Linked DNA regions of Mus musculus: regions 1, 2 and 4 are each linked to region 3. The links are chromatin contacts, called in public HiCAR-type and promoter capture Hi-C maps. All regions are on one chromosome and are shown on one strand. Each heading gives the region's core, a stretch centred on a gene start, on an enhancer-like site or on the middle of the called end of the contact. The rest is flanking DNA. Distances are from core to core; before and after follow the strand shown.

Region 1 (6,252 bases), core at 496-2,995, 420 kb before region 3:
GGAGGGATGAAGAGTTGTGGAGAAAGCAAGCATCCCAAATCACTGCTGTGCTCTGTCTCCTCTCAAGGCTCTGTCCTCAGAATCTACCCCTGAGCCCAGGAGTGCAGAAGCACTTGGTACACTCGTATCCTCCTTTCTATTTTTCTCTCCTTTCCTCTTCCCTTTCTCCTTTCTATCTTCCCCTGTCCCTCATTCCTTCTTCCAACCATCATCCCTCCTTCCCTTCTTTCCTTCCTTGGTGTCTTCCTTTCCTCTTCCATCTCTCCTTCTTCCCATCTAACACTAGAAGAGCTTCTCAAAGTCGGAATCCCCGATGGGTGCTGGAGACAATTACAAATTAGTGTCTCTCCCTTCCAGTAAGCCTGCTGGCAAGTAGCCACATGGAAATGCCAATCAAGAGTGTAACAAGTATCCTGGGGGAGAAAAGATGTGGGCCAAAGATTGGAGGTTCTTCTTCGTGGGTGGTCAGGGTAGAAGCCCCTCAAGTGAGCATCAAGAGAGAGGCTTTTTTCCAGGTGAAAGGAGCAGGGGATAGCCAGAGGGCTAGGGGAGCCTGGGCTGCTCAGGGTTCTGTCTGCGGGAGACTCAGATTTTCAGATTTGAGGTTCTGCACCAGGGCTCTGTTCCATTGCAAAGACATTCCTAGGGCTAAGTGCTGCCACCCACTCCTGTGTTCCACTAGAAATACAAATGTGTTCAAAGCGGAAAGATCAAGAAGCGATTAACTATGCTGGCACCTGCTCATGAGTGGTTTGGCCATGAGCCCAACTGGGGTGTGCGCCGAGTGAGTGCAGGTGGCAGCAGCTTGCCTCACACTGCCTGGCATACTCCTCTGAAGAAAGCAATGCACTGTGATTTTGGGGCTTGCATCTGAGACCCTTCCTCCGGTTGCGGAGGCTTGAGATTCATGAGACAGGAGGAAGTGGGCTGTCAATCAAGGATAGGACCACTCATTGCTCTCCACCTTGTCTCCGAACCCAGCCTCACCAGGTCTTTGAAAGCAACAGTGTGGGCCCTGTCACCACCTTCATACCCTGACTCTGACTGGAGTTGAGCTGGCCTTGGCGTAGGTCTGGCTAGTGCCCCCTCCACTGAGCTGTAGCCTTTCAGATTGGCTGCTGCTCCTCTGCTTCTGTGCACTCGAAAGCTTGAGCAGCTTTCATTTCTCTGAAAATACCATGTGGGTTCATTCTACTGTGCTTTATTAGAACATCTATTGATCCTCCAAAACCCAGCCACCTCCCAAGAAAAGCCACTTATAGCCACTTAGTCCTCTGTGGAATGTGGTGCTTCTTGTTACCATGCTCATTTCTCAATGGAGTCTATTGGTGTTTGTGACCCGGAACTCTCTGGGCCTCATTCATGTGGGAGCGTCAAGCCTGAGAACACAGGACTGATGCCATGGGCAGAGTCTGCCCCAACGAGACTGGCAGCAAATTCTAAGTACAAAACTCCTGAAGACTTGCTTGGCCAATGGCTCGTGGGCAAATGCCCAAGAGAGGGAGACTGCAGTGTTCCTGCAAGGCAGCTCAGAGTCCTTGGAGAGACTCCAGGCTGCAGGGATGGCAGTGGCCAGGGAAGGGACGAAGAATGGGCTCTTTGGAAGGTTTCCAACTCAAGGGTACAGCTGGCCAAGCCCCAGGTTGGGCAGAGAGCCACTGGCACCGGGGATAAGGAGTTGGCTGAGGTGGGGCTTAGAACAAGATGGCTAGGAGCCACTCAGACTAAGGCTGTGTGAATGCTGAAGCCACTGGGAGTCAGGGGTGAGTCACACATGAGTAAGAAAGGCTCAGCCTGGAAAGCAGATTGCAGTATGCCCTTAAGTCATGATTCTATTTCAGAGAGCTGAAGTCCTCCTCCGATGGCACCACGACATTTACCATTCCAGATCTTCCTGAGTGACATCATGGATATTGGACAAAGCAGCAACATTTTCTGAGTGATAGCAACAGTGGGCTTTTTAAGCCGCCTTCTGTCAGGTGGATCTGAGGAGCTACCAAGGCCCTATGACATCTTTGACCACACAGGAGCTAAGGGGTCAGCTGCCAGAGCCCACCATTCTCCTCTGCCTTCATTTGCTTTGCTCTTTTCTCCTTCGTTATACAATCAGGAGTAAGTAACTTAGTAGGACAAGTAACTAGGGGCCGCTTAAGCATTGCCATGATTCAGCCATGTGGAGTCCACAGGGGCTTCCTGAATCTATCAAATAGCCAAGTCTTGGTCTCATCAGTTCCCTCCTTCTACCAGTGGAGGCTCAGGGACATAAAATGACACTTGAGCTTACTCTAAGGCCCAAATCTGACTCTCCTCTTGTCCATTATACCCCAGGAAGTACTCTAGTCCCAGGAGGAAAAAACTGTTTCTCATTGGTTAGAACCAAGGCTGTGCCTGAGCAGTGCATATTTCAGCCTGAATTATAGCTGGTCTGAGAAGGGTAGGCAGATTCAGGATCCCTGAACCAGAAATCTCCTGGGGCAGGGATCCACCCCATAATCAGCATCCAAACGCTGACACCATTGCATACACTAGCAAGATTTTATCGAAAGGACCCAGATGTAGCTGTCTCTTGTGAGACTATGCCGGGGCCTAGCAAACACAGAAGTGGATGCCCACAGTCAGCTAATGGATGGATCACAGGGCTCCCAATGGAGGAGCTAGAGAAAGTACCCAAGGAGCTAAAGGGATCTGCAACCCTATAGGTGGATCAACATTATGAACTAACCAGTACCCCGGAGCTCTTGACTCTAGCTGCATATGTATCAAAAGATGGCCTAGTCGGCCATCACTGGAAAGAGAGGCCCATTGGACACACAAACTTTATATGCCCCAGAACAGGGGAACGCCAGGGCCAAAAAGGGGGAGTGGGCGGGTAGGGGAGTGGGGGTGGGTGGGTATGGGGGACTTTTGGTATAGCATTGGAAATGTAAATGAGCTAAATACCTAATAAAAAATGGAAAGAAAAAAAAAAAAAGAAATCTCCTGGGGACCTTGGTCCCTCACTAAAACCTCCTCGTATCCAAGCATCATCCATCAGGACTGCTAGGCCCTGGGATGATCTGGTCTCTGCATTTTTTTGATGCATCTGAGCAATAAGGACATCACTTCTTGCATACCTTGCCTGAGAACTAGGAAAGACAGGTACGATACAGACCCTAGTACAAACGAACATTCCTGAGCATCTGAAATTGAGACCTGAAGAGTGCCCAAGGAAAGGGGTGAAGCATGACTTGAGAGGAGGCTTTCTAGGCCCCACCAGGCCTGGGCCTCCCTACAAGGGGCTTCTGGCTATGGAGATACTGACTCTGCTTGCCTGGTGCTTATGGCTGTAACCTTAGGCTGGGAAGCTGCTAGCAACATCCTAGGACTACAAGGCCTGGGGTGAGGCTGAGCAGGGAGAGAGTCGGAGCATCCAGCTCTCTTCACGTGTGCTTGCTCGCTCAGCTTTATTCCCAAGCAGAAACTCAGCCACAAGACAGAGCATTGTGGGAAATGCAAAGCAGTCCTGGCCAGTCTGCCTGCTCACTTACAGATGAGATAAAGGGCAAGGTTTACCTCTGAGGGCACAAGCAGCAACCTTACTGAGTGAGGGCCAAGTGTGCTGGCTGTGAGTCTGTGTCTGGTCCCCTGTCACTTACAGAATCCTCAGGGACCAACAGGCAGCAAGCCTGGCTGCGGGTGTGAGCCCCTACGGGATGTGGCAGTGCTTCCTTGATGGGCTCTCTGCCAGACACAGGGAAGAAGGCCATCTCTCTTCCAGACATAGCCGTCCCAGACTGTCCCCTGTGGTGGACAGCATGGCAGCATGCCCGAAAGGTTCATTTTCTTTTCTCCGTTTGGTCCAGCTTTTCTTTATTAAGCAAGGAGTGATTTTATCATGTGAATAATCGGCAAGAACGGTTGCTGTGTACAATTCCTTCAAAACCTTTTGTCACTTAAAATTATTACTATTTTTGAGACGGGATCTGGCTGGTTGTTACACTCACTTGCACTCCCAGTCTCAAGTGATCTGCTTCAGTCTCCTGAGCAGCCAGGGCTCCAAACACTTGCCCCAACTCATGGCTCTGTTTTGTTTTCTTAGACACAATGGCCCTACTGACCTGCAGGTCATAATGTAGACCATGCTGCCTTCAAACTCACAGACATGCATCTGCCTCTGTTTCCCAAATATTGGTGCTAAAGGAATGTGCCACACTATACCCAGGCTCCTTTTCTTCTTTTAATCATAGATATTTGTAGCACACATTCATTGCATAAATATAGTGTAAAATGATCAAGGTAGGTGAATCAGCATTGCTTTATGTTAGACACCTTCAAATCCTGTCTTCTGATTCTTTATAAAATGTACAATAAATTGTAAGCAGCAGTCACCCTGATGTGCTGTACAATGCTGTAACTTGATCATTATGGCGAACTCTATTTTGCTACTGATTACCTACTTCTCTTTATCTCTATTCATCACATCCCTCCCCAAGCCTCTACTAACCACTATTCTCTCTCCTTGTAAAAAAAAAAAAAACATTTATACATTTATTTTTTTATTTATTTAACTCCTTATTTTTACTTTCCACACATGAAAAAGATTATGCAGCATCTGTCTTTCTGTGTCTGCCTTGACCTGATATCACCTACTTCCTACTTCCATCCATGTTGCTGTTGCTAAAAAGATAGGACTTTATCCTTTGTATGACTGAGTACTATTTCCATGTGTTTATGGTGTGTGTGTGTGTTATAGTGAGTGTGAAGTGTATTGTGGTATATGTGTGTGTGGTGAGTGTTTGGTGTATATATGTGTGGGTGGTGTGAGTGTGGTGTGTGTGTGTGTGTGTGTGTGTGTGTGAGAGAGAGAGAGAGAGAGAGAGAGAGAGAGAGAGAGAGACATTTTCTTTAGCCACCCATCTATGGACAGACATCTGTTGATCCCATATATTGGCTATTCTGAAGAGTGATTTCATTGTCATTGACTATACTCTCAGTAATGGGATGTGTAGATCATATAGTGGATCTACTTGTGTTTTGTGGTTTCCATAATGGTTCTATGTTTCTCTAACTAATTCTAATTCTTCTATGTTTCTACCACTGACTTATCTTCTGTGTCTTCAATAACAGCCTCTCCAACCAGAGTTGGATGACATGTCATTGTGAATTTGATTTGTGTCTCCCTGATGGTGATGAATACTAGTGTAGGACCTCCACTGGCAGAGTTGCTTAGGTAGGCATCCTGTCTTCAGGAGGCTGTCAGAGAACCTGCATACATGTAGTTCTTTGAGTTTCCCTGGGTTGGAAGGCAAGTCATACCCTGAGTTTATAAGTCTACAGTTCCAGTGAACTTGACAACTTACTAGTTCTGATTCTGGACTACAGCATGATCCTGGACCTTAGGGCTGGCTCCCTCTAAGCATGTCGCAGGGACTACTGAGACCAGCTCTAGAAATCAGCACTTGACCCATTTCCCCAGGGCCTCCTTCATGAGAAAGGTAGCCTCTAGCTTACTTTTAATGAAGGAACCCATTTGGCCATAGTCTGGTGTCCTCATTCCCTTTCTGCCCTTGCATAGCTATCACAGCCTAGACACCCTTTACCATTTAGTCTGGCCTCCTGAACTCTACTTTGATTTTAGATTAGCCCACATGATGGAGCTGGGTTTGGCCAAAGGCAACACGGTTTAAATATAACTCTGTCATCAGATCCAGGTGAGAAGCCTATTCGTCACACATTCTCCAGGCCATGTTAACCATGATAACAAGTTAGCCCCAGGGTTTCCTCATCTGCTTCACTGGAAGGTTTGGAGAGTAGAAGGTGGTGAGTGAATACTCACAGCACCTACCAGCCTGCTCCAATGGGAAAGTGAAGGCAGCCATGCAGGCATGCTCAGCTCTCAGCCTTATGCCTTTTGGGACCGTGGTAAGAGTGTTCATGTGACAAAGACTTGAGCTCTGAGCCTTGGCCACAGGTTTTATGGCATGTTCACCAAGCTCCAGAAATTCCTCTATTTATGTGCGAAACTAATTCCAGACCTGTTCTCAGAGAGATGAGTATAACAATCCTGGCTAGTTGTGGGCCTGTGATCGAAAGGGAAGGGAAGGGGTAGTCACTACAGCCTGATAAGGCTCAGCAACTCTGCAAACAGACCTGAGTGACAGAAAGTCAGCCGCTGTGTGCCTCTGCCTGGCTAGACAGAAAATACTTCAATTTCTTAGTCTCTAGTCCAGTAGTTCTCAACCTTTCTAATGTTGCAACACTCTAACACAGTTC
Region 2 (6,657 bases), core at 2,366-4,865, 280 kb after region 3:
CTAAGTATAGGGAAGATGAGGATTAGTTTTCTAGTCTTGCTAGTTGGAACTTGGCTGTATGACACCTCTTTGCTTGCTGCTTTTCAACTTTACACATGGCCAGTGCTTACAATACTAACTTATTTTTTTAAATTTAATTTAATTTTATTTTCTTACTTATTCACTTTACATCCCACTCACTGTCCACCTCCCAATCCACTGTCCACCTCCCACAATCCTTCCCCCATCTTCCCTCCTCTTCTGTGAGCAGATAGGGACCTCCTGGGTATCCCCCCGGCACTCTGGAACTTCAAGTCTCTGTGAGGCTAGGTGCTTCCTCTCCCAATGAGGCCAGATAAGGCAGCCCTGCAAGAAGAATATACCCCATGCATAGGCAACAGCTTTTGGGATAGCCTCTACTCTGGTTTTTTGGGACCCACATGAAGACCAAGCTGCACATCTGCTACATATGTAAGGGGTGGCCTAGGTCCAGCCCATGTATGTTCTTTGGTTAGTGATTCAGATTCTGAGAGCACCAAGGGTCCAGGTTAGTTGACTGTTGGTTTTCCTCTGGTGCTTCTAACCCCTTCAGGACCCACAATCTTTCCTCCTATTCTTTCATGAGAGTCCCAAGTTCCATCCACTGTTTGGCTGTGTGTGTCTGTATCTGTCTGAATCAGCTGCTGAATGGGGCCTCTCAGAAGACAACTTGCTCCTGTCTGCACGTATTATAAAGTATCATTAATGGTGTTAGGAATTAGTGCTTGCCTATGGGATAGGTCAAGTTGGGTGGGATATTGGTTGGTCATTCCCTCAGTCTTTGCTTCCTCCCCCATGCCTTCATTTCTTGTAGACAAGATAAATTTTGGGTTGAAAGTTTTGTGGGTGTCTTGGTGTCTCTATTGCTCTACTGGGGTTATAAAACCAACTTCTGATAGAATGTGAGTTCAGATCTGCAGAAAGCCAGATAATGGAGGGATATGCACCAGGTCTGACTTCATGTGGAGGGTGTGGTGGATCCAAGCACAGTTCCTCCAAGGGTGCAGTCTAGTTTTTCCTTCTAGGAAAGACCACATTGAGTTTTGTATTTTTAAAGTAAAACACTTTATTTTGGTGTTTGGGAAAAAATCAATTTCAAGAATTAACCCCAACTGACTTAAAGGAGTTCACACAGATCAGTAGTTGTCTCTGAAGTGTCCTCTGGGGGATACAGAGGGAGTGCCATCTTTCTGTGGCCTGCTTGCCCTGAGTGATTTGTACACAGCTACCATCAGGGTTTGAAGACTGCTAGGCTGAGGGAATGAATGATAGGCCACAAAGCTGTGAGCCCAGTAGAGTAGATGTACATTCAAAAAACAATGAAGTTGAGACTTCAACTCTCAAATTTACTCATTCTTTTATTTTTGTTTCCAAATAGCCACACTCTACTCTGTGTCTGGCACTGGACCTGGAGTGACAGACAGGACAGATGGGAAGGGCTACATCAAGGACCTAGACTCTGGGGAGTAGTTATTTATAAATTAACCTAATCAAAGAAGTGTCCTATAAGGTGTAGGAATGGCCCTGGTAATCAATCTCTTATGTACTAAAGTCCTAAAAACATTTTATTAGCAATTGTAAACTGAAGGAATTTTCCATTCACTAAATCTCAGAACACATGGATTGCAAATAAATATTCAAACAGGCTATATTAGGCTTCAGGAGGATCTGTGTAGGGAGGGGAGGAGGAAAGCGAGGCATTAATAGATAGATGCTCTTCTTGCCTACTGTTTTCTCCACTCTCCCTGGTAAGTCTCAGGGATAATGTATACACTATTTTGTGTTATTTTTTCTGAGGACAAATGTGATTCTTTGGTGTCGAATGGCTGCCATGTGAGATGTCTAATCTGTGTCATCTAAGTAGATCTCAACCAGGTTGGAATTGTGTCTGAGTTGCTATGTTCCTCCCTAAACCCTAGGAAGGAGAACTAGCTGTGGATGCAGGTCAGAATTCACAGGCTGACTCTGACTCTGAAGGCTGGGTCTATTTAGCATAAACAACTTTCCTTTTCTTGTTAGGGAACCAGATGAGAGAAGATTCAGTGCAGGACTAATGCGTCAGTGGAATGGTTAACTTGAAGTGTTTGAAAGATATATCTTTCTTTGGGAGCAGATGTGAAGACCCCACACTGGCAAGAGTTTGCCTATGGGAAAGAGGAAGCTCTGGCTTGTGCTTTTGTGGTCAGGGTTGGGGGATGCAGTCAGTGTGGTGAACTGGGAAAAGAATAACCAGGGTATGAGGGGCCCTTTCCTATTGTGTTTGCAATTCAGACTGGAAGATGGTTGTGTTCCTGGGTCCCTAGAGATGTGTCTCTACATAGGGAGCAGTGAGCAGCTACGACAGGCACTAATTTTTATCTGGCATCCCTAATGCCTCTAGCATCTTCAGTGCACAGTTGCATGGGGTGGTTATTGGCAAATGTTTGTGAATAAGTGACTGACTAATTTGAAATGATTGAATAGATGATAGATCTTGATTGTAACTAAATGAAGCAGCAGCTCAAGAGGAATTCCGTTAGATTGGCTTGAAGGAGGGTAAGGTTCTCATTTCAGCACAGATTAGTATTTGAGAGGGGACCAGATAGTGGGAGCACATCTGAGAGGAGTTAGGGGAGGACTCAGAGTGAATGATTAAATGCATTGTACAAATGTATGAAGTTCACAAAGAATGAATAAAAATGCCTTTAAAAAAACAAACAAGAACCATTCATCTAAGTCTCATTTTCTGCATTGTAAAGTCTGGAGAGGAGTATCTACCTCACAAGATGCTTTGAAAGATGGATCAGTAGGTTTATGGGTTTGCAGAATTTGTCCTGAGCCTGTATCATGGGAATTCTTCAAACCAGGAGCACCCACTACATGTTAACATGCAGATTCACTTCCTTTTGTTTTAAAGTCACATATTCAAGTATATTCCTGAGTCAAATTATATTTGAGTTTTCAGATGCTTGGACAGGGCAGTATGTATGCACCATGCTTGCATGTACCAACTTCCATCTGGCAGACATCAGGGACAGGACCTGGCAATGAAGAGAGCCCACTACATGTATTCAGAAGGCAACACTGAGCAGGACCACCACAGCCCCCAGGTTCCGCACCCGGGGTTGGGGGAATTCTAAACGAGGACCCTGGGGCAATCCCCACTCTTCCTCAAACGGTCACAGGGTTTGCAGCAGATGCAGAAGGCTCTGGCTTCTCCCGAGAGGAAATGTGACCGTGGAGAGGCACTGGATAAAGGGAACTTCTGGGCAGACTTTGTCCAGAAATTTCCTGTTGAGTGTTTCACTTCACATTTAGGAAAGGATTGAGGAACTTTTGGGAATCAGTTCACAAAGGCAGAGGACTCAAAGAAACGCAAAGGTCCCGGGAGCTTCTGGTCACACAGCTGCACTGACGAAGGGCCTTCCTGGCTTCCTTGAGCTTATTTTATATCTTGTCTTTGTTCTTCAATCTTATGTGGCCCTGTGTACATTGAGAGGTGTGTGTGTGTGTGTGTGTGTGTGTGTGTGTGTTTTCTTTCCCTCCAGACTATAAAAAATGAACAAGCCCCGGAAGTGGTATCTCTTCCTGCTCACCCATCCTTTTTGCCTTTGTGAAAGTGCACCAGCATAACCACCTCCTACCGTAACGCTTCCCGTTTCTTCTACTCCTTCATACTGAGAACCTCGCCCCACACCGGACCCAGTGAGATTTAAAAATTAAAACCGGCCAAACCAGAGAATATAACACTTATGTTAAAGTACGCTTTAAAGCTGTGTGCCGAAAGGAGTCTGTATCTTCAGAAGGACGATTTTAGCTTTGCTCTGAATGTTTTAAAAGCAGTTTTTGGAAGATGGGAGAGGGTGAAAAAAGAATGCAGGTCTTTCTTTTCATTTCATGGATCCTTAACCCATATTTAATGCAGAGCCTGGATTTTAGACATAGCAAGTGTGCTTGTAATTATTTCAAACAGTTAAAAAAGCTAGTTAATGATGTTCAACATAAGTAATCATGTTAAATAGTAAAATTTAATTTCTTAAAAACTTAAATCCTCATATCTTCTGGAATGCATTGTACTGGAGGATGTCTGAGTAAATTAAATTCTCTCCTGCACACTAAAGCATCAATTTCCTTATGGTAATTATCTGCTAGATTGGATCTGTCAGAGGCCGGGAAGCAAGGCTGACATTATACCCTCTTTACAAAAAATGATTACAAAAAATTAAGACGAATGAGTAAAATTAAGGCTGTGGCTGGTAAGCCTCTATAAAGCTCTCATGGATCCTTCTACATAAGATACCATTGTACCCTGGACTAAGCTTTTAATGACTAGCGTATAATCAGGTGAAGTCCATTAAAGTGCAGCAGAAGTCACGATAGCAGAGATAACAGCGAGAAATGATTTTCCGCCAAGTAGAAGCAATTTATTATACACAAAAATGAATTTCTAACGGAAGTGTCTGGATGGATGAGGAACTCTGCTAAGGTGACAGGATTTCTTTCCTGGAAAGTTTCAAAGAGTGGTGGAGCACAAGACACACCATTGGCATTCTGGGAATGGAGGTGAGTGGAATCCCCGGCCCTGACAAAGCTTGCTGCAGTGTGACCAGTGCCTCCAGAGCCTCCAGAGTCCCACGGCCTCCAGAATGCAGTCCTCTGATCTAGGTTCCTCAGGGGTGAATCAGTAAAGCGATCTCTTTCGATTTTGTCCTGGACATCGGCTGATGGTAGTGTGGATAACTGAACTGTTTGTTGTGATTGTTGATCCAGCCATGTATAAAGCACTTAGGTAATATAATTGCATAGCTATCAGGGATGGTGCATTAGTTTAATTAACTGTGAAAGAGTAAACACAAGCCCCATAGAATCACAGGGAAAGCAGGGCATTAATTAGTCATGAAAAATGCATAATAGCATTCAAGATCTAGAGTGCATCACCCAGGTATCTTCTGAGTTTCATCTTTACTGCCCCAGAAGTCCTTACTCAGCTCCGGCTAAGCCTTTCCTCTCGGTTTGTTTGTTTCCAAGGCCCCTTTCTCCTTGTGTAGTAACCAAGACCACTGAGTCAAGTACCACTCTGCAATGATCCACCCCTCTAGAGCTCCATGTCATGATCTGTAAAGATAATATCACTAATGACATCACAGTATATAGGGTTTCTATGAAAGTGGCTTGATAGGTTACCCATCACTGGTGCTGTACGGTAGAAGTTTTAGCTGCTTGCACCATGGTATCTGAGTTCCTCTTGCTCTCGTCTGTGAGCACAGAAAATGTAGTTTGGTTCAAATTAAAGAACACATATGTGTATTCAGTTCACACATCTTGAATGAAGGGAAATGTCAGTAAGACAGTTCAGTAGGAAGCAGTGCCTGTGACCAAGTCTGCTTAGCCAAGTTTCATCCCTGAGATTCACATGGTGGAAGAAAAGAACTGAGTCCTGTAATTTGTCCTCTGATCATCACATGCATGGCATGGTGCACCCCAACCCCATGTAAATAAATAATAAAGGTAATAAAATCCAGTGGGGGATAAAGAAGAGCTCCTGAGGGACACAGTCAGTCTCACCCAGCCATGCTTGTATTGACCACACCAAATCAACACAGATATATGAACTGAATACACATTCTTACAAAGGCAAAGAGAAATGCATGCGTGCAGCAAGACTGGCTGATGGCTCACTCTGCTTGACTATCTCCTTGTAGACCTGAATCTGTTCATGTGTTGGCACTTCAGTAAAGACAGGAGAGAAACTCCAGGAGGACAAGAGGAGACATCTTTGTGTGGTAACATGTGTACTGGTGTCTTTCTGTTGCTAGGGCAAAGACCTAACAAAATGGGTATGGAATTGGGTGGCAGTAGATCAGGGAGGAGTTAGGGAGAGGGGATAAATAGAATCAAAGTATAACAGGTGATACTCTCAAGGACTTAATAATGTGTTTTAAGAGGTACATTATGGAAAGAATGACTTACTTGTCCTTTGTTCTTTAAGAGGAAGATGTGTTTTATAAATAGAAGCAAGAAACTGAAGACTCAACCTTACTTGCACAACATACCATGAGAAAATTTGGATTTCTACCTATATCATATGTGTAAATTACTTCAAAGTGGATCAGAACACTAAATATAAGACTTAAAATTAAGCTCTTGGAGAAAATATTAGGGAAGGTCTCTAAGACATGGAATTTGGTGATAAATTCTTGGCTATGATATGATTTGAGAAAGTTGAGTCTAGCAGTGTGTGCATGTGTGGAGGGCAGTAGGAGCATGAGATTGCTGGTCATGTTGATCAACAGTCAGGAAGTGGAAAGAAATGGATGCTGTTGGTTTTGTTCTCCATTGTGGTTCATTCCTGAATCTTTGCCTTTGTCTGAGTCTTACCCTGGTGGCTCTGCAACTAAATAACTAGAAAGAGAATATGTACAGCAGACGGAACTGGACTTATGATAGGCCTCTGCCTAGATCAGCTCATCAGTAAGCCTATTATAAACTACAAGACTGTATCAAAATGTCAATTTAACCACACAGCATCCTGCAGTCTTACTATTTTCCTTTGGTATCTCACAGCTGCTGACCAGCATCATGTCTGAGCATCACTGTGCTCAGTAAGAGATCAGAATTCAAAATCTCAATTATGACTCCACCAAGTGCCTGGCATTTTTC
Region 3 (6,116 bases), core at 3,144-5,643:
CTTTAGGGAATAGAGTCTAAGATCTCAGCTTATGTTCAAACCCAGGAAGGGTACAGTCTTGTCTAACTACGGCTCATTTTTAGTGCATCCACTGTCTTATTAGAGTTTCTAGTGCTATGATAAAACACCACGATCAAAAGCAACTAGAGAAGGAAAGGGTTGATTTGGCTCCCACTTCCACATCACAGCCCATCAATGAAAGAAGTCAAGGAAGTACTCAAGGCAGGACCTGATGAAGAGGGCATGGGGTAATGTTGTTTTACTCAGTTTGCTTTCTTACAGTAATGAGGCCACATCAGTCCAGGGGTGGCACTGCCTATAGTGAGGCCAGTCTTCCCATATAAATCTTCAATCAAGAAAATGTCCCACAGGTCAATCTAGTGAGAGCATTTTCCTCTTCCCAAATGACTCTAGCTTTGTGTCAAGTTGCTAGCAGCACATCCCATCTTCTTGGCCTTTCTTCAACATGGTGCTCAGACACCAAAACACCCAGCCCTAGAAACAGGAAGAAGCGCTTCCTCCCAGTTAACAAAATCATACACCCGCACTTACTCTATGCCAGGTGCTGCTATCCACATTTAAAAATAGCAACTCAATACCTATTTAAAAAATTCCATAGCTGGGCGTGGTGGCGCACGCCTTTAATCCCAGCACTCGGGAGGCAGAGGCAGGCGGATTTCTGAGTTCGAGGCCAGCCTGGTCTACAAAGTGAGTTCCAGGACAGCCAGGGCTATACAGAGAAACCCTGTCTCGAAAAACAAAAAACAAACAAACAAAAAAAAAAAAAAAAAAAAAAGGAAAAATTCTATGAGGTAAGCTGCATGGCAGTGGGGGGTGGGGGGTGGGGGTTGGGATTTGGTGCTTATGGGACAAGATCCATTTATCTTCCTGGGTAAACCTTGCCTTTGATCCCAACTATACATTATTCAGATAGAAGTCAGTATTCCAAAGCCAGGCAGGCATAGTGCTTTAGTGCTTTACTGCTTCCAGTGCTTAGAAGCCAGAGGCAGGTGGGCAGATCTCTTGAGTTCAAGGCCACCTTGACCTATAAAGCGAGTTCCAGGACAGTCAAGGCTACACACAGAAACCTTGTCTTGAAAAATCAAAACCAACCAAACAAAAGCGAATTGAGAATGCCGGGACGCGTAGCAAGTGCATTTAAATCTGTGCCTACTGCAGTTGCTCACTGGAGCACAGTGACCTCTGGTGGCAGTGATGCGTGATGCTAGACCTCAGGTTTTCACTGATTCCAGGCACTTCAACCTGGAGCTGAGAAAGCCCTAGACTTATCTGGACACAGCAGACAGCCAACAAAAGGCTTATCCTGGAACATCTCTTGTTTAGAACGTAGCAGAGAAAAGGCTTCCTGGAACTGGAGATCCAAGTCAGGCTGACTGAATACGAGTCAGCACACAGAAAAGGCCGAGATAGAAGGACCTGGGAAAGGGATATAGGACAAGACCCCAAGGCAAGGCAGGATTGAACTTTTAACATTGATTGAATCCAATCAATGGCATAAACTCAAAAATGGTATTACTGGTATTCTACTCAGAAAGTTCACATTTGAGGAAACATGGTACTTACCCAATAGCATTTTGGCCTAATGATTGCTGTATTAATTTTTTTAAATGAATAATATAAATTCCCAAATATTAATAGTGTTTACTTCTTTGGTATCAAAATCTGTTTCTTGAGCACTTCTCTCTGTGTGCCATAACCTACCCTTGTAAAAAGTAATGGGAAAAACAATACAAAATTACTAGCAAAGTAAGTTGCTTGCATAAACTGGTAATATTTGAAAAGGTCTTTTTAAAGAAACTTGTGTTGTTCCCCAAAGCAGACATGCAATAAACAGTCACAAGAAGAATTATGGCATGACCCCATAGCCTGTTCAAACTAGAAGCAGAAGAGTCCACACATGGACCAGTTTTTCCTAAACACAGCAAATTCACAGCAGCCAGAGGCCAAACTACCTCAGCTTGACTAAGTCTGCTCTAACCTCACAAGAGAAATGAGCTGAAGTGAGCTGAATCAACCTGTCAGCTCCTTTCCGACAGGCTCGGCTCCCTGCGTTACGAAGCTCACCCTTCTGTTCCTGCCCAGTACCGGCTCTTGTTCTGTTTTGTAGAGTGAAGGTTGCCCCGTTCGGGAATATAAAGGCTAACGAGAACTTTGTCAGACTTGTTAAAATTCTGCCTCTGGTCGTAGGGGAGAGCACCGTCTAATGAAAACTTTTCATTAGGACTGTATGTTCCATTCATGTTAGACTGTATATCCGAGGAATGGCTGGCTACATCTCCAATCTTCACGGGTCCTCTTTCACCAAGGCATGTTTGAAGTGGATTTCAGGATCCAACTGTACTCGGGGAATCTCAGAAAAAGAGACAGATTTAATTTTGTCCCATCTTCTTTCCTATCTCTACAACAGCCCACTTCTCACATTGCTTACAAACATAGTTTTTTTTTTTCTTCCCTGAGACAGGGTTTCCCTGGCTGTCCTGGAACTCACTTTGTAGACCTCTGGCCTCGAACTCAGAAATCTGCCTGCCTCTGCCTCCCGAGTGCTGGGATTAAAGGCGTGTGCCACCATGCCCGGCCAAACACAGTTTTATAAACACTTATTATTGTGTGTTTGTGGGGAAAGGACATGTGCCTAGAAGTCAAAGGACAACTGTGTGGAGTTGTTTTGAATCCTTCCACTTTTTCGTGGGTTCTGGAAGCCACACTAAGGCCACCAAGGTTGCACAGGAAATAAATACCTTTACCTGAGACATCTTGCTAGCTTACAAACACAATTTTTCTGGCAGAGGATGCATATTATTTGGGATCATTTTATTTTCTCTGATCAAAACAAATTAGCCAGCTGAACTGTAACAAGCATTGTCTGAGATTATGGTTATAAACTCATAAATACATAAACAAGAAGAAGCTCTCCCACCAAGGACCAGTTCTGTCTGCTTAGGTGGCAATTTCTTTCTTGCAGGTCCAATAACTTCTGACCATGAAAATAGAGTCTATCAAAAGCAGTTTGTGTTCTCGGTCAGCAAGTTTACTACTTGCATAGCTTAAGCCTTAAACTCTTCCACAGTAGACACTGGGTTGTGAGCCTAACAAAGCCAATTTAAAAAAGACGGACGCCAGAGAATAATGTTGCTTTTTGCAGGATTCCTGGTCTTATAAAAAAATAATTAAAACAAAACAAAACCCAGACTCAGTAGGAAACCGAAAGGCAATTTTGAATTTAGGGGAAAAATAAGACAAGCTAGACATGTTGGCAGCCTCTGGAGGAGGCAGACGGATAAGGGGAAAAGAGACCATGCTTTTGGAGTTAAAGGTCAGAAAGGCAGGCAGGCTCAACAATGCAGGCCTGGGAATGGCTGCATGGGTAAGGAAGGTCTTCAGCCTGATTAAAAATGCCCAGAGCCGTAGAGCAAGCAGGGTTAGGAGTGTTGGTCAGTATTTGAAGGAGATAGGATGAATAAAAGAAAAGTACAGTTTTCCCAGTGAAAACAGGCAGGCTTAGCGATGAGGGTTGTAGACAAAGAAACCAAAAAAAAAAAAAAAAAAACCACCCAACAACCCAGCACAGCCCCCCTCCTCTCCCCTCTCTGACAATCAGCTCCCGACTGCTTGGAGCCTGACCCAATGGCTTGTTATGCCTATACAAACAATTAAGAACCTAACCCTTGGTGACCTCTCCCCAAATTGCAAGCCGTCTTGGTTGGTAATAGAGAGGTGGGGGTGGGGTGAGGTGGGGCCCAAAGCTATGAGGGGAAAGTTCCCTCGGTGACTCCAGGACTGTCCATGTTTTAGCTACCTACGATTAGTTTTTTTAAAAAAAAAAAAAAAAAAAAGCTCTTCAGTTCTTACTGGACCCCTGCCAGCTACTACTTCGGTAATCTCGGTATTCCGTCTAATGCTGGCTGTAGCCTTTGCTAAACCTTCCTGTATTCGAGTCTCACTATTTGATAGCTGCTGCTGAACTGGTTAAGGCCGGAGGGCGCCGGGGCGGGCAGGCTCTGGAGTGGCGGCCCGGAGGCTACACCTCCCCTTCCCCCTCCCGGGCCGCTTTCGCCCTCCCAGGGGACTCGTGCTCTCTACACTCCTGAGCTTTCTTTCCTCTCTCACTGCCTCTGCCTAGGTGCCTTTGCAGCACCTAGCTCGGCAAAAAGAACATATTAAGGCTGCAGTGAACGGGAAGCCAAGGGTTTGCTTAGATTTATCGCCACCGCGCGGGCTAAATCTCCCTCATAGAGCGCGGGCCGGAAACCCAAATTCCCGCGTTAAGGCCTGGGCGGTGACCTCAGGCCTTCCGAGACTCCGCCCTCACGCTGCGTGCAGCGCGCGCTCAGCCGCCCTTACTCTACACGCATGCGCAACGCGGGCCGAGCCGTCACTTCGCGCAGGCGCACTTCGAAAGGCGCGCTTTTCGGTGGCTGCGGTCCCGGCAGGGAGCACAGGTGGGCCCCGGTAGGCTGCTGTTCGCCGCTAAGCCGGCGGGCGGAGGCTGTGGTTGCCATGCCGGGTGTACTTTGGTTTTGTTTTCTTCTGTCCGTTCTTGGCCTCGGGTTGTCGGAGAGGGTGGCCTTGGGAAGCCCGCGGCCAGACGGCGGCTGGGGCTGAGGGACGCCGTTGGGCGTGACGGTTTGGGGTCAGTCAGCCACAGCTACCCCCCGCTAGGACTGCTGGGAATGCTGTAGCTGGTTTGCCACCTAAATGTACTCATTTTGAGTTTCGTGCTTTCGGCAATACTAACACAGGTGAATTTTCTCCGAAAATCAGAAATGCTCCAGCATCTGAACTTGACGCCTAAAATAACATCCTCATCATGAAACTTTTTTTTTTTTTTTAAATTCATTCCTGCTCAGAAAATAGTATCTACAGTTAACCGTCTGGTTATGTAGCTAATGTATATTTTAAGTATACGTGAGTTGTATTTAGAATGGAGTCCCCTACCTGATGTATGTGTCAATACCTAGAAATCAGACACACTCCTGACCCCGAGCAGTTGGACTAAAGATACTTTTCAGTTGTGATAACTGGTTCCAGGCCATACGCAGTCGCTACGGCCTGAGGGGGGAACCTTCCAAAGGGAAGAAATAATAATTCATAATCTATCATATTTCTAAGTTCTGGGGACCCTATAATGCAACAACCTGTCAGCTAAATAATGGTGCACGCTGTTTCTCCCCAGGTGACGACATAGCTTAAGAGATATTCTCAGAGTCACTGCTGAAAGAACAGATTATGTATTCAGAATTCAGGGCCTGGGAAATGGCTTAGTGGGTCAAAGCTGCCGAACCTGAGGACCTGAATCCCTAAGAACTGTCCTGGTAAAAAGAGAAAATTCAGTTCCTGCAAGTTGCTCTCAGACTTCCCCAATTTATTACAATTAATTAAAACTTTTATGTCCAGTGTCTAAAGCTAGGTCTTACAGCTTCAGATCCTGTGTTCTAAATTCCTATGCTACTTTGCCACTAGTAAACTAGAGTTCTGTAAAGTTCAAAAATGATGTCTGGAATATAGTAGGCCCTCCAGTTTTTAATCATTTTAGTGGATACCATGAACTACGTACTAAAGAAAATCTAAATACAATGAGAAGTAGTTCTTGTTTGCAGAAGCTTCCTGTCTAGTTTGAATGACCAAAACATTCTTAATCAGAAAATTAACAAAGTAAAGAAAATTGAAATGTAACTCGGTTGCCCATACTTTATAGATTTCTATCAAGCACAAAGGTTAAAATGACTTAGAAGTGTTAGATAATACGGTCAGTACTTGTGTCATTGAGCAACAGACTGTTTTGGGTTGTATGTAGTTGTGGGATATGACTGACTGGAAAGGAAGGAAAACTTGGTCGATAACTTCTAAATACAAAGATGGTGGTGGAAGAGGACAGTTTTTGGAGAATGACTAGAATAGGTGATTTTAGGTGATAGACTGAAATGAAGCTATAAAGATAATTATAATCATTGCGAACCTTTGTGGAGGATATTTTCCAAGTTACTTCTCCTTCAGGTTCTTTTTTTTTTTGAGACAGGGTTTCTCTGTGTAACCCTGGCTGTCCTGGAACTCACTCTGTAGACCAGGCTGGCCTCGAACTCAGAAATCCACCTGCC
Region 4 (6,006 bases), core at 2,325-4,824, 310 kb after region 3:
GCTTTGTGATGAGATGAATTTTCTGAAATGCCTTAAGATAGGTGTTCCAACCATTCTTAGGAGTTGGTAATTTTGTTGCTATTATCATCATCCCATGGATATGTTTTTTTTTTCTGTCTTCTACACTTTTCACCTTGCATTTACAAGGAAAGAAAGGGATAATACGGCTCAAGGCTTTTCCTTTACACAAGGATGAATCCCAAGAGCCAGCTACATGCAGGATGCACACAGCACTGTAGTCCATGTGTTAAGGACAGGCATCTGCCACACGGTCAGAAGGTCCATTATCTAGACGTAACCTCACTGCTCCTGAAACAAGCCATTTGGGGCTCCTCATGTCATTTTCTCTGACCTCAGCCTCCTTGTTTGCAGAACGGGAACAGAACTGGTTTCTGCACTTCTGGCTTGCTCATACTATTTTGGAAAATAAAGGAGAGAGTAGTTGTGAAAGAGCTCTGGGAGGGCCAAAGTGTCTAGAGGCAAGGAGAAGCAACAGGCTCACACTGGGGACAGCTAATAACAGCCAGTCTTAGCCTGGGCTGTGGGGTGAGTTCTTTAAGGCTGAGAGAATTCCACTTAGCTGCTGGAGATCACCGTTTGTCACCCAGATGTTCTCCGGATGCTGGTTGGGCATCTATGTTGAACAATCGTCTTGATTGGCTGATATGTCCTCACAGACATCCCCACATTGAGAAAGCAGAGGCAGTTGTAAGACTGTGACCTTCTGTAACAGATGGTAGTCTTAGTTGTGATGGGGTAGTGGTCTATGACCTGGACCTGTACCTCGCTCACAGGCCATCCTCACCTTTCTCTGGGAAAAAAGGGCCACATCCTTCTAGGGCAGGTGCCATGAGCTTTTGCCTCCATTTCCACTCTAATGGGAAAGAAAAGACACTGGGTAGCTCTTCTTCTCTTAGGTCAGAGATAGGACAGGTTGCTCCTGGGCACTAAGTGTGCACAGGCCTGCTGGTACTTTTCATTCAAGTCTGACTCTCTGTCCTGACCACTCCTGGCTGTGGCTGAGGTGTAGACACAGGGACATGGAGCAATCCCTAAAGGAACAGGCCTTGGGTTCAGCCTCGGCAAACATCTAGGCCATCTCTTGTGTAAAGAGGCAAAGTCAGACTGAAGCAAAAGTGATCCTTACCTTAATTTCCTGTTTGATTCAGATTAGAAATGGGGATTAATTAAATAATTTAAAGAAGTTCCTGACTATCATTCATGCCCAGGAAAGGCATTGAAAAGAAATGTCACTCAAGCTATTCTGAATTCCTGTTCTACCTTATGAATAGGTTGGATTCTCTTGGTCCCCAACCTACTCTCAAGCTATAAGTTCCCTAACTTTGAATGCCTCCTTTATTTTTCAAAATAGTGTGAGCAAGCCAGAAGTGCAGAAACCAGTTCTGTTCCCGTTCTGCAGACAAGGAGGCTGAGGTCAGAGAAAATGACATGAGGAGCCCCAAATGGCTTGTTTCAGGTTACATCTAGATAATGGATCTTCCACAAGTGCCAAAATTAAGAAACTGTCATTTATAATGAGAAAACATGTCATGATTCTGTTTGTATGGATGTGTTATATATGTATGTAGGCATAATTGTAAAGAAAATATATAATGCAGAAGTTATTTTTCCTTCATTGGTTATAACAGGAAAATGCTTTAGTGAGAAGTTACTTATATAAACTTGGTGTAGTGTCTTAGAGGAATATTATGCAACCATTCAATGAATTGTGGAGAAAACGATCAGTGTTTATTTATAAATCTTACATTCATGCAAACTCTGTGTGTGAATATAGACACACCATGACATATATCACAGACTTCATAGACACATAGATAAAGGATCATCAAATCTCCAACACTGGTGTTAAAAACCAAAGAGACAGTTTACTTCCTATACTTTAAAAATACTTGGATTACTGTTCCATCAGGATATGTAGATGTTAGAAGGTGAGCTATGCTAATACTAGAGGTGAGCACAAACATGGGATAGTTGTATCAGCTCTGGAAAATGACTAAACAACTGGTTTGAGAATGCTGCTAAATTTTCACCTTGTAATCTATTAGAAAGGAATCTCCATTAAGGAAATAGTTTTAAATCATGAAAGACATATGTAAAAATATTTGAGGGGATTATGTATAATAGCAAAAAGAGAAAGGAAATAATTTATATATGAATTTAAATCCCTCAAGTACACTACATTTGAAAGAACAGAAATGGTGTTTAGGAAAGTCTATTTCACAATCATGCTGCAATGCAGAGGTAGTGCTTGCTCCCTGGGGCATATCACAGCAATGGGTGCTCCTTGTGGCATATCACAGCAGTGGGTGCTCCCTGGGGCATATCACAGCAGTGGGTGCTCCCTGGGGCATATCACAGCAGTGGGTGCTCCCTGGGGCATATCACAGCAGTGGGTGCTCCCTGGGGCATATCACAGCAGTGGGTGCTCCCTGGGGCATATCACAGCAGTGGGTGCTCCCTGGGGCATATCACAGCAGTGGGTGCTCCCTGGGGCATATATCAGCAAGAGTGAGAAGGGCATATGACAAGCGGGAAAGGTGAGTCTAATAGCAGTTATGTTCTCATGGGAGAGTTTGTGTTTGCTATTGTTTTCTGCACTCAATTCTTATTATGATCAAATTCAATTCTACAACAGAAATAATGAATTACATTTTAAACTGTTGAAGTGTTCTTCACCAATGTAGTCCAGATGACCTGATAACTAGGAAAAGAAGAGGGAGGAGGAAGAGAAAGGAGAAGGAAGGAAGGAAGGAAGGAAGGAAGGAAGGAAGGAAGGAAGGAAGGAAGGAATCACCTGAAGGAAGTTTGAAAGATAATGCCCTGCTAGGGGTGGGGGTGAGGGTGGGGTAGGGGCGTGGGGTGTTGATCAGGACACTGTAAATCTACTGGGTAATGTTTTGTGTTGCTGAAGGACAGCATTTTGGTAAATGTAAGGTCATGATTAAGCATCAATCTTCCAGACCCTAAAGAATATCACAGGGTACATTTAGGTAAGAAGTTCCTTTAAGCTGGGAAACTTCAAAGAAAGTCATGCTTGCATTTGAATAGGACATTTGTTTGTTTGTTTATTTGTTTTCCCCTACTTGGTACAAAATAAAAATTTGAATTTCCGTATTTGAGACTTTATTGAGATGAAGACATATTTTATAAATTCTATAATTTTGTTAGCCCAGTGTGATATTGTACAAAATACATAACATTTAATTTGAGACCTATCTGTAGGTAGTACAACTACCAAGTGGGCAAGCAGGAGATCAGCACAAAGCCAGATGCGGGGCTTCTCATTTGGAGCATGGAAGGAGATGGCGAGGTTCCCGGGGCACAAGGAGTTCAGAAGAGTTCACTAGAAATCTATTTCGCGAGGTCGGTGTGGACACACACACAGGCATTTACTTCGCAGTTGAGTGTATTAAGAACGACACTGTGTGTCACAGCATCCATAAACACTTCATGATAAAAATGGGCAACATTTGTTGTGTTAAAAGGTTATGATTCTGTTAAAAACCAGAAAATCAATCACGAGAAGAAACTTTGCAACCTGGGACGCCCTCTAGCGCTCATATCGGAGAAACACAGCTAAATGTCAGTTGTCTATGAAAACACAAGCTTCAGCAAGATAAGGTAAAAGGCACTCTCCCAAGTTCTTCAAAGAAATGCCCTGTTTTTACATTTAAAAAAAAATTAAATGCCTCTTATTTTCGTTTCAGCCTCTTTTAAGAATGACTCCAAGGAAAGTTTGATTTCAAAAGCAAGGTTGTCTCACAAAACATTTCAAAGTTTAAGTATATACTTGAATAAAAAGAAACATTACCAAAATCTTATGCTTGGTGAACACTTTAAGGTTGGCTTTCTCCTTTCAATTTTTTAAAAGAATTATTGTTTAAATAGTAATGACTTCCTTGCAGAATTTATGGGAGAATTTTACACTGGCTCCCTCAGACTTGACAAATGGTGGTAGGTGTCATCAGCCTTTGGAGTGCTACATGTAAAAATGACATCTCCACAGTCATGGGTCAAAAAGCAAAGTCAGTTGTGTGTGTGTGTGTGTGTGTGTGTGTGTGTGTGTGTGTGTGTGAAATCGTCTGTCCACCAAGAGTTTTAGCTTGTTGGAGGCAAATTCTTTTCTATTTTATATCTATATTAGGACAGCTCTTAGCTCTTCCAGCCCTAGACAGACATGCTTAATTAAATTCCTCGATAAAACAATTTATATAAATGTACTAAAGCTAAAGTTAATTTTGAAGGATATTTTATAGCCTGACAGAGAGGAAAAAGGAATTAGGTTAAATTAATAATAGAAATAAACAAAATACAGGAGATTTTAAAAAACCAAATATTTAACAACAGAATATAGCAGAAGGTGATCCAATAAGAAATTTCTCTACTTCTGTTTGTGGGCATAACATCTTTTAAAAGATAAAATTAATTAACATTCAGCTAGTTGCAACAATTTATGCCATGACTATATGAAGTCCTTGGTAAGAGCTGTCAATCACAGAAACCAATGTGAGAATTTCTCTAACATTTGACAACTCTGTAGCATGGAAGAAAGATAATACAACCACTGTTTCAGATAACTGAATAAACAACATAACTTTAAAAATGTGCCCCTCAAAATGACCATTTCTTGTCCTTGTGTCTAAACAATGTAGTATGACAGCTACTTAGATGCATGTACAGTGTACTAGCTATCACAAGAAATCTAGGGAGGATGCACACAGTATGTTTTGCCAAATATTAAAGCATTTTATATATGGATTTGAGCATCTTCAAGTTTCAATATCTGCAGGTCTTTGGACCCAAATCCTCTGACCCTAAAGCAAAGCTCTGAGCCTGTATGTATACGCTATATACATTTTCTAATACTTTTATTAGGTATTTTCCTCATTTACATTTCCAATGCTATCCCAAAAGTCCCCCATACCCTCCTCCCCCCCACTCCCCTACCCACCCACTCCCACTTTTTGGCCCTGGTGTTCCCCTGTACTGAGGCATATAAAGTTTGCATGTCCAATGGGCCTCTCTTTCCACTGATGGCCGGCTAGGCCATCTTCTGATACATATGCAGCTAGAGACAAGAGCTCCGGGGTACAACAGCCATAAACAGTTGTGGAGGCTGAACATGATGTCCCCATCATAGTCTAGGGAGTTTTAATATTTGGTCCCCAGTCTGTGGCACTCTTTGGGCAGTTTAGGAGGTATGACTTTTCTGAAGGAAGTACATCATGTAAGCCAGGCTCTGAGGTTTCAAAGCCTTGCACCAGTTCCATTGCTCTTGCCTTTCCTTGTTTGTTTGTTTGTTTGTTTGGTTGGTTGGTGAGCTCTCAGGTTGCTGTTCCAGCTGCTTCCTCCCAGATAAGATCCACTCATAAATAAACCCTTCCTACTGCAAGATGCCTTGGCCATGGTATTTCTATTGCAGCAATAGGAAAGTAACTAATTTATCAATAGGAAAGTGACTAAGGTAACAATAGGAAAGTAACTAAGGTAACAATAGGAAAGTAACTAAGGTAACAATAGGAAAGTAACTAAGGCAACAAAGGGAAGTTTCTAAGGTAACAATAGGAAATAAGGCAACAAAGGAAAGTCTCTAAGGTAACAATAGAAAAGTAACTAAGGTAACAAAGGAAAGTAACTAAGGTTACAATAAGAAGTTACTAAGGTTACAATAGGAAGAAACTAACATAACAAGGAAAACATTTTATAACATCTACTATAGAGGGATGTGCAGTAGTCTAGCTTGTTTTCTGACTCACCATAATGGTGCAAAAGTGGTATGTATTCAGTAGAAAGCGTGCCTTGAGTTTGAATGCAGGTCTTTTCCCTGGCTAACTCTATGAGATCCAGTTCTCTGTTACGTTGCTAGGGTGCAGCATGGAACCATGAGTCAGGTGCAGGATCCCAGACAGGAACAGTTCCAGTCCCATAGCATTGTGTGTTGCCAAGTGAGAATGACTTAGGATGGGTTTATGCAATCTTAGGACA

The links. Promoter capture Hi-C pulls out the DNA fragments that hold promoters and counts their contacts. HiCAR-type assays count read pairs that join an accessible place to other places.
Region 1: a HiCAR-type map of astrocytes shows a contact between it and region 3, with 2.8 times the contacts expected there. The contact joins the enhancer-like site here to the promoter of Fignl1 in region 3. A contact is called at or near these places in 5 of 39 promoter capture datasets (the SN4741 cell line, embryonic stem cells, hippocampal neurons and 2 more), 1 of 15 datasets of contacts at CTCF or cohesin (the NIH/3T3 cell line), 9 of 484 Hi-C or Micro-C datasets (the C2C12 cell line, Sertoli cells, cerebellum and 5 more) and 5 of 115 datasets of contacts at active chromatin or transcription factors (astrocytes, cardiomyocytes, embryonic stem cells and 2 more).
Region 2: a promoter capture Hi-C map of pre-B cells shows a contact between it and region 3. The contact joins the enhancer-like site here to the promoter of Fignl1 in region 3. A contact is called at or near these places in 5 of 39 promoter capture datasets (the C10 cell line, embryonic stem cells, hematopoietic stem and progenitor cells and 2 more), 2 of 15 datasets of contacts at CTCF or cohesin (CD8 T cells and the NIH/3T3 cell line), 2 of 484 Hi-C or Micro-C datasets (bone marrow-derived macrophages and nephron progenitors), 9 of 115 datasets of contacts at active chromatin or transcription factors (the 230-238 cell line, CD8 T cells, acute myeloid leukemia and 6 more) and 4 of 9 other capture datasets (adipose tissue, liver, macrophages and 1 more).
Region 4: a promoter capture Hi-C map of the HPC-7 cell line shows a contact between it and region 3. The contact joins the enhancer-like site here to the promoter of Fignl1 in region 3. A contact is called at or near these places in 16 of 39 promoter capture datasets (the C10 cell line, the HPC-7 cell line, cranial neural crest and 11 more), 2 of 15 datasets of contacts at CTCF or cohesin (CD8 T cells and embryonic stem cells), 2 of 484 Hi-C or Micro-C datasets (bone marrow-derived macrophages and nephron progenitors), 12 of 115 datasets of contacts at active chromatin or transcription factors (the 230-238 cell line, acute myeloid leukemia, bone marrow-derived macrophages and 5 more) and 2 of 9 other capture datasets (adipose tissue and liver).

What each region holds. Positions count from the first base shown.
Region 1 is chr11:12,227,059-12,233,310 of GRCm38.p6, reverse strand. No RefSeq gene overlaps it. Among named protein-coding and RNA genes, the nearest start is that of Gm12002, 84 kb to the left of the region's middle. Within about 2 kb of position 1,745, at least 97 of the 459 cell types and tissues checked have an H3K27ac peak or open chromatin away from gene starts, as enhancers often do. A contact at or near this core is called in the C2C12 cell line, the SN4741 cell line, Sertoli cells and 7 more, where this site is marked.
Region 2 is chr11:11,525,874-11,532,530 of GRCm38.p6, reverse strand. No RefSeq gene overlaps it. Among named protein-coding and RNA genes, the nearest start is that of Gm11998, 28 kb to the left of the region's middle. Within about 2 kb of position 3,615, at least 75 of the 459 cell types and tissues checked have an H3K27ac peak or open chromatin away from gene starts, as enhancers often do. A contact at or near this core is called in the 230-238 cell line, CD8 T cells, bone marrow-derived macrophages and 2 more, where this site is marked.
Region 3 is chr11:11,807,239-11,813,354 of GRCm38.p6, reverse strand. Fignl1 (fidgetin-like 1) reads left to right here and starts at 4,393. Exons shown (of 3, transcript NM_021891.3): 1 at 4,393-4,460.
Region 4 is chr11:11,497,684-11,503,689 of GRCm38.p6, reverse strand. The region is part of intron 7 of Spata48 (spermatogenesis associated 48); the gene reads right to left. Among named protein-coding and RNA genes, the nearest start is that of Spata48, 37 kb to the right of the region's middle. Within about 2 kb of position 3,574, at least 13 of the 459 cell types and tissues checked have an H3K27ac peak or open chromatin away from gene starts, as enhancers often do. A contact at or near this core is called in CD8 T cells and the HPC-7 cell line, where this site is marked.